3 separate regions of the Zea mays genome follow, and regions 1 and 2 are each linked to region 3. Evidence: chromatin contacts called from public Hi-C data. All regions are on one chromosome and are shown on one strand. The core of a region is the stretch at or near the end of the contact, and the rest is flanking DNA. Distances in the headings are between cores, read along the strand shown. Region 1 holds the start of LOC100276629. Region 2 holds the start of LOC100284495. Region 3 holds the start of LOC103650882.

What was found. A called contact is a pair of places that touch in the nucleus more often than the background predicts.
Region 1: a Hi-C map of leaf shows a contact between it and region 3, with 3 times the contacts expected there. The contact joins the promoter of LOC100276629 here to the promoter of LOC103650882 in region 3. A contact is called at or near these places in 3 of 25 Hi-C or Micro-C datasets (ear, leaf and tassel).
Region 2: a Hi-C map of endosperm shows a contact between it and region 3, with 2.1 times the contacts expected there. The contact joins the promoter of LOC100284495 here to the promoter of LOC103650882 in region 3. A contact is called at or near these places in 7 of 25 Hi-C or Micro-C datasets (bundle sheath, ear, endosperm and 1 more).

The regions. Positions count from the first base shown.
Region 1 is chr3:171,216,306-171,219,128 of Zm-B73-REFERENCE-NAM-5.0, reverse strand. It overlaps LOC100276629, which reads left to right and starts at 1,267. Exons shown (of 4, transcript NM_001150371.1): 1 at 1,267-1,644. It overlaps LOC111591187, which reads right to left. Exons shown (of 1, transcript XM_023302131.1): 1 at 1,342-2,823. The coding sequence ends at 2,643.
Region 2 is chr3:171,120,601-171,123,300 of Zm-B73-REFERENCE-NAM-5.0, reverse strand. LOC100284495 reads left to right here and starts at 1,254. Exons shown (of 6, transcript NM_001345857.1): 1 at 1,254-1,846. The coding sequence starts at 1,456.
Region 3 is chr3:171,358,001-171,360,700 of Zm-B73-REFERENCE-NAM-5.0, reverse strand. LOC103650882 reads left to right here and starts at 1,425. Exons shown (of 13, transcript XM_008676473.3): 1 at 1,425-1,800. The coding sequence starts at 1,516.

The DNA.
Region 1 (2,823 bases), core at 18-2,517, 140 kb after region 3:
AAGTGGAGCGAAAAGGACTCGAAACCATTCACCCGGATCATGTGACGATGTAGGGGGTGTTTGGTTACACCCCGCTAAAATTTAGCCCATGTCCCATCGAATGTTTGAACCTCCGTTCCGGGTATTAAATGTAGTCGGATTATAAAACTAATTTGTCAGCCGAAGATTAAAAGACGAGACGAATCTAGTCCAGTTGGTTGGGTCTATATTTCATACTCCTATTTAAAAGTCAAACGCTTGATGTGACCCGGGCTAAACTTTAGCAGTAGCAACCAAACACCCCCGTAGTATATACGTATGTATCGAGTTTTGTTGTTCTTTACTCCAACCGTGCTAAAACAGTAGTCGCTTTAGTTTTTTTATGTCTATATTTAAATAGGTAGTGATAAATCTAAATACATATATAAAACACATATATCAGATATTATATGAATCCATTAATTTTCTAAAACGAATTTTATTTTGCGACAGAGAGTGATTATTATTATTATTATTATTATTATTATTATTATTATTATTATTATTATTATTATTATTATTATTATTATTATTATTATTATTATTATTATTATTATTATTATTATTATTATTATTATTATTATTATTATTATTATTATTATTATTATTATTATTATTATTATTATCGTCGTCGTCGTCTGTGGTAATTAAACTAGCAGACTCGTGGTGCGTCGAGAACGTTTCGCTCGTCCCGTTGACCCACGTACATCAGTGCATCAGCGCATGCAGGCCTGCTGCCCCTTTCACACGGGCATGACTAACCCCAACGTGCGATGCACAGGTGCGATGGACAGGGGTTTTGCCTTTCCAACGGATATTGTTCATGTGAAAACAATCCTCCAATAGCCAATGCATACTAGTGATGTATTTTGCGTGGCTTGCTAAAGAAGAGCCAAAAATACATATCCTCTCTCTGTTATGCATATCGCTTAATAGTAAATGGGAGTCGCCCTGCATGCTCCTAGAACACAATCCGCATGATTGGTTGGCACGCTCCTAAAACACAATCTGCATGATTGGTTGGCACGCTCGCCAATTTGCATGATTGGTTGGCACGCTCGCCAACATCAGGCTCGCGCAGACCTAGATGGGCTGGAACCTCATGTCCCCGCTTCCCTGCTCATACATCCAATTGGTGAAAAAGAGCCATGCATTACACCCGCGCATGCAGATCAGTCTCCGCATACATGCAACTAATCAACGGTTTGGGCATATTCAACCCATGGAGAGGACATGAGCGCGGACAACAGGGAAACCAATCATTCAGAATAAATACATTGTTTTTTACTAGTGCATTGCCATATGCATCACATTACTGAATACCTCTCATTCTTACGTGCCCACTATCTATTATCTCTACTACTTCTTAAGAGTAGAGCGTAGGCATCCACACCGGTGTGGTGCACGGTTCTGCCTCCACCCCCGACATCCTCCGCTCCGCTTTGATCCCGGATGGTGGTCACGCTTTCGTTGCCGCCATCAACGGTCGTCGCTATCCCCTCCCTATCCGGCGTCTGCAATGCTCGCCGCCCTACTCCCCCACGCCACTCGCCTCCTGCCCCTTTGCCTTCATCCTCGCCGCTGTCCCCGCGCTCGAGGCAGACAGAAGCAAGTGCTCCTCCGTCGGTAAGATCGACGGCTGCGATCTCGTGGTGTTTTCTTTTTTCTTCCTTTCTGGGTTTGGTTGCGTCGGGTTGAGTTGTTGATTTGGTGCGTTTGGGGAGGTAAACCTTGGATCTCAGCGCCCTTGGCGCATGATTTTGAGGTGTCGGTGGGAATGTACAGATGCTTCTCCGAGAACGTGTGATTTGCTTGCTCGTCCATGAGTTTCAGATTCAAGAAGGTGTGAGAGATCTTATTTGTTTGATGTGCTGATTTGAACTCAAATAGATAGAGTTGACTATTTGGGTTTATGATTCAGTTTCCAGGTGAGTAGATTTGTGGATCTTAGGCATATAATGCCATTGCATTCGTCGAATGTAGTTTTTAAAATCATCAGTGTGGTTAGCATTGAGGGGCTGGATTTAGTTTGATTAGCTTCAGTGTTAGCTTTGGAACAGTTTTCTTATTGTAGTTTTTAGCTGAGTCTTGCAAGACTGTAGCAGAAACCATACTACGATACCTGAAAAATACTATCAGTCCTTCCCTATATAGCGATCAACGATCATATGTTTCACCTCTGAACTGGGTACCTGTTCATCTGGACTTTAAAATCTTAGGTCTCTGCTGATTGTTTGGGCATGAATGATGGATATTTAAGCTATAGGGATATAACTAAGCCCTTGACGTGCCTGGTTAACTGATCAATTGTAGTAGGTTAAAGCGCTCCACTTTTGCAACTGGCCAGCTGATTGGTCTGGGATAAACGTGCTCCACTTACCTATGTACCAGTCGTAAGAAGTTATGCTGAAACCACTCCTAGATTTGTGCAAAATACTGGAACTTCAGTTCTGGTACTTTGAGCACCTTAATTGCCACACCTTAGGGAGTAGGGACACTTGTCCTAATACTTTGAGCACCTTAATTGTCGTTCATGGTGCACGGTTCTGCCCCCAACCCCCGACATCCTCCCCCTCTGCTCCACTCCCATCGCGCCCTCCTCACCCTCCCAGCTGCGATCCCTGTCACCTGCAATCCCTGGAGGGGACGCACCGGCGTCGGAGCTGCCGGGGGCGGAGCTGGCGGCCATCTTCCGGGTGATGGCGGACCTCCTCGGCGACCCGGTGTGGTTGCAGCTCCACCCGCGGCCCTGCACTGACACACCATGGCTGGGCCTGCAGTGCGAGCTCGCGCCCGACGACGCGC
Region 2 (2,700 bases), core at 5-2,504, 240 kb after region 3:
GCCCGCACTAGAGAGATGCGTCCGCGACCGTCGTGGCCGCGACGCACCCGCGGGGTCCATCCGCCAGGACAGCCGCTGGCTCGGTCCGCGCCGCTAAACACCATGGGCGTGGTGTGCCTCAGCGCGCTGGCCATGCCGGGTGGATCCGCCCGCCAGTCCTCACGCCAGCGAGACGGCCGTCGCCGTTCTTCGCGCCAAGCAAGCAGCCACCAGGGGCTCCTGCCCGCGCCTGCGCCCGCTGTTGGGGCCGGAGTGCGCCCGCGCCCGCTGCCGGGGCCGGTGCGCCATGGTCCGGTTGGCCTATGCGCGCGCGCGTGCCTGCGCATGCCAAGCCATGGTCGGGCCTCGTCGGGCGCTCTGAAGCCGTTGATGCCATGCTTGGCCGATGGTCGTCACAAAGTTCTTCACGCAAACGACGAATGCAAAGATGAACAGTAGGATCAATACCTTCCTGTTGTTCTAGAGGCAGAGCCCTCCAATTTTCTTCAACAGCGAGTGATGCCTTCCGATTCTTTCTCTCTAACAGAAAATTCTTTTTTCTCTCACGAGCAGTGTTGATAACGTGTTAGAACTCAGTGGTAACGAGATTGAAAGAGATAAATGATAGAACTGTTGTGTGTATTCCATAGATCATTACACTTATATACAAGTGAAGGGGTGTATCCCAAGAGGTATGTCCCTTGAGAAAAACTGTCGCACCCCTTAGATTGATCATATATGTAATATTTTGTAACAAGATTTTTAATAGAGCAGTATAATAACTAAGTGTGATACTAGTAGAAAATATAAAGCCGCAAGTATACTAGTGTCCTGAATAATATCTGATCCTGATGCAGCGTCAGCAGCCAGCAAGGCATCCGATCTGATCCCATCCCCACCGAACAGTATCCGTCTCGCGAGGGCAAAGGGTCAGGGAGAAAGTGAAAGAGACAGTCACAGGAACGGGCCTTCGACCCAGGCCCGGAAAAGCCCAACAGAGAGCTAAGAGCAGAGTAGCAGTCCGGTCAGCTTCGCGATTGTGAACGCACGCACACGCTGCAAGCATGTCGGCTGGCCTGGCACGCACATGACCGTCTCCTGCGGCTGACTTGGCGCCCAGGTCTCGGTCCACCTGTAACCCCCGCCGCATCTTCCGTCTTCCCTGTGTTGTCCATCTCGGGTGGGCCCCACGCCCGAAACCGGTGCGTGCACCCGCCCATCCACGAACGACCATGAGACCTCTGATCCATCCCCCCTGGCCCTGCCCCCCGGACGCCGCGCTCAAAAGCAGCAGCGCACGCACCACCACCACCACCGCACCACCATCCGCCTCGCTCGCACTGACAGACAGGCAGGCAGAGAGAGAGAGAGAGCGCGAGCCGGATTGATTGCCGAGGGCAGAGCAGCGGCAGAGGGAGCAGCAACAGCAACAGTCCACGACCGATCGCCCGGCCCGCGCGCAGGCAGGCAGCAGCCATGAACCACCTGACGCCGGCGCTCCACGGGGCGATGCGGCCGCCCTCGGCGCAGGGGCAGGGGCTGGCCCGGTACGGCTCCGCGCCGGGCTCGCTCCTGGCCGCCATCGCCGACTCCGTCACCCGCGGCGACCCCGCGCCGCCGCCGCCGCCCGTGAGCCGGTTCTACTCCGCCGAGTCCTCGGGGCTCACCTCCTGCGACTCCAGCTGCCGCACCGACTGCGGACGCCCGCCCCTCGAGCGGGCGTACGGCGGCTCCGGCGAGATCCGCGTGCCGCCGCCGCTGCAGCAGCAGCAGCACCACCTGCTGGCTCCCCCCGCGGCCTCCCCGCTGTTCCGCCACAGCAGCTCCCCCGCCGGGCTGCTCTCCCGCCTCATGACCGACCCGCACGGTGCGTATGCTCTCTCTCTCTCTCCCTTGCGTAAGCGTAACTCCATCCAGCTTGCGCTTGCTGGGGTACGTGTCTCGGTCGTCGTTTTCCGGCTTTGCCGTGATTAGGGAGGCAGGCTAGGAGCACGTTGAATTCGAACCCAAGGTAGGAGTAACAGTAACAGTAACTAAACTGCTAGAGTAAATGGCGGTAGCTGTAATCACTGCGCTTTCGGCTTCAGCTAAGCTAGAATAATACTAGAGTAAATTAGCATAACGTTGGTCTCGCTGATTTGGTTGGTTGGCATGTGCCCGGCGGCCGTTGTATAGAATAATACTCCTCTCCAGCTCCAGCTCCAGCTCCAGCTCCGAACGAGACGCGAAGTCGATCACCCACCCACCGGCGCACATGTCCAGCGTTCTCGGCTCTCATTAACAATGCTTCCCTAGCTCCCTTGGTAGTGAATCCGTGCCGCAACATCGTTCGTCGCACAGTAGTACGCAAGCGCAGTGCAAATGCAACGCACCTTGCCGAAGAATCCTATCGCGACCACAGTATGAAATTAACGTAAACAAATACACGCGGATTGGTCCCGTCCCCTCCATTGTCTGCTCTTTCGGTTTTCGGAAAGGCGGCCTATATGCTGCCGACCTAGGTGACGTGAGGGCGACCGTTCCTGGCCGTCCCGCTGCGAATCCGGCTGTAGCTACGGCGAACCTGCTGGGGGCTGGGCAGCGCTTGTCAGCAGCACTCACCAGCCGTTCATCCAACTACTTTCTAGCTAGAACGCGATAAAGAAGAAAAATCATCGATGGTACAATGTTCTTGTTTTTCTTAAAATGAAAAAAAGGAAGAAAGCGTGAAAAAAAGGAACG
Region 3 (2,700 bases), core at 176-2,675:
TGTTCACGACTACGATGGGATCAGATTATTTTGAGTATTGATGACACGAGTATATGTCGATTGTTTTTCTGTCATCTTTGCCTCCGTGAATTTTGCATACTCTCCCCAGAATGCCCATGAATTCAGTGGCCAACTAATCCTGAATTTGCTGTTGTGAGTCTTGAGTGCAGACAACAGTTTAGAGGTACCCGTACGGGTATGATGCTGCTGTGCGCTCGCTGGAGGCTGTAGATTCTTTCGAAAGGCCGCAACCGTGAAACTTTGGGCAAGTGTTTGGATGCATGGTTAATATTGAGTTTTATGGTTAGTTGTAGTAACCTATTAAACCACATATTATTCCTAGACTTATCTTGATCAATACTTGTGACGTTTAGAAAAAGCAATATGTTTGTGCTCGTACCAGCTTTACATTACTACCATTTTTCATATGAATTGATCGATTCTTTGATGTGTGGTTTGTTTAGCATGTTTGTGGTGGTACAAAGATTTCTTAACTGTCAAAACTTCTATACCAGGCTTATGGTATTGTTATTAATGAAATCCCCTTTTTTGGCCACACATTTGTTCATAAGTTATCATGATATTATATGTTTCCGTTGCAACGCACGGACACTCACCTAGTAACCATTGAAGATGATAAGATATCAAGGGATTTTCAAGATATGAGAACGCACAAGATTAAATTATCTCTCGCTAGTGGTATTGATAAAATACTTGTTTTTATTATTTGCTTAGTACTACCTTATTAGTCCATTTTATTTCTTTAATATATGATTTCTTTTAAAAGTTCTACCACTAGAATTAGAGCTACTATAAATGAAGATATTACTCGGGCATCTATATGTTCTCTCTTTAGACTCAATTCTATTATTCAAATATTATATTTTAAATCTTACTTTTATTCTATTAAAATCGATGAGAGCTTTATTAAATTCTGGATCCCAACAGTGTTCGCCAAGTGGGAGTGGACCCTTAACGTTGACTAGTGACACCTACCGCAATGACCTCGTCCTAGGCAGTTACGCGATGTGCACATGCCAACCACACCCTGGTCCACAGTCCACACAAAATGACGTGTGGGGTCCGCGTCAACAGACCTTTCTAGCACACTAGTACAAACCGAGGCTTAACACTAACACAAAACTAATTACCGATTCGTAGCTGACCAGTGGACCTAAAGCCAGAGATGATCTGTTCGGGCCCGCTGAACTAGCGCGTACTAGTACTGTAGCCGGAGTAATTTGCTTTTGGCTTCGCACAATCGCACGCGCAACCAGAATTTCGAAGACAGCGCGCTGCGCGCAGCGAAACCGAGCAGCTCAACTGCCAACTAAATCGCAGTACAGGTCACACTCCCACTGACGCCGGGCCCCACCTCTCCCCCCTCATAACAAACCCAGCGGTACCCGTGGCATCTCGTGCCCGGCCACAGTGCCGGCCTCGTGCGCCCCCGCCTCGTCGCCTCCGCTAGCCACCTGCCCGCTTCCGCCCTCTCTGCCTCGCAGCAGCAGCGGCATGGCCGCCGGCGTGCTGTCTACCGTCCGGTGGTCCACCGCTTGCGCGGTGCTGCTCAACGCCATCGCCGCCTCCACGGGCGCCGCCGTCGCGGCCGTCGCGTTCGGCCGCTGCGGCGGGGGCGCCATAGGCCCGGCCGCCGCCGCCGCGTCCGCCGCGTTGGCAGCTAGGCTCCTTGCTTCCGCGGTGGCGGGATTCGCGCAGGGCGCTGCCGCCTCCGCTATCGCCGCCGGTGCTATCGGGGCCCACGTCGACAGCGAGCGCGACCTTCGCCAACTCTCTCGGGTAAGCTTCAAGCTCGAGAGATCAATGCACTCTGGTGTTCTATTTAATCCACCTCAAATTGCGTATTAATATTGATCCCTAAAATGCGAAGTAATTAATTGTTCAAAAATAGCGTGGTAGAGTAGTAATGTCTCTGAAGCTCGGGGTAATGGTAGCAGCGGCATGAATGACCGGATAGGACGCAAGTTCTCCTCGACCTTGCAAATTGGGTTTTCAGACCACACCTCGAGGTAATGTGGGATGGCAGAGGTGGGAATCGTGTGGTGCGCTTGGTTGTTTTGGACATTAAGGCAGCCGCAATAGCGTAGATAGAACACCTTCTATAGCAACATCAATATCATCTATATACTATACTACTATAGTAAATCTTTGCAATGGTGTATTTATAGTAGATATCTATAGCTATTTTTAATACTTAATACACTCCCTGCACTACATCGGTTTCTGCGTATAGACTTTACTCCAGGTTCATAGATAGCAGCACTCTCTTTATTTAATTTGTTGCCACATAGGATAGATGCTGGCATGCATTCCTTATAGAGATTAGAGAGCTGAGTGTGTACCACTGCGGTTGCCCTTAGGTCCCTGAGATGTCTGTGGCGCTAGGTGCTTGCAATACGGAAGTGGTTCTTGTCAGCAGAATCCTCTTGGCTTCTGGCCTTCTGCCCTGAGGAGTGTCATGGCCTTATGAGTGTAGCAAGATGGCAGCGGTGTCTGGGTTACTTTTCCCAGCTTGAGGCTTAATTAGTTCATTATGTAGACTGGGAGCCAGGGCTGTGTTCATACATTCCTCGTGCACAGCTTGCAGCATTACCATATCTGAATCTTACATCTGTCTCTATCATGATTCATGGAAGATTATCAGTCATAAAAAAATGAGAATGGTATTCTCAACTGCTC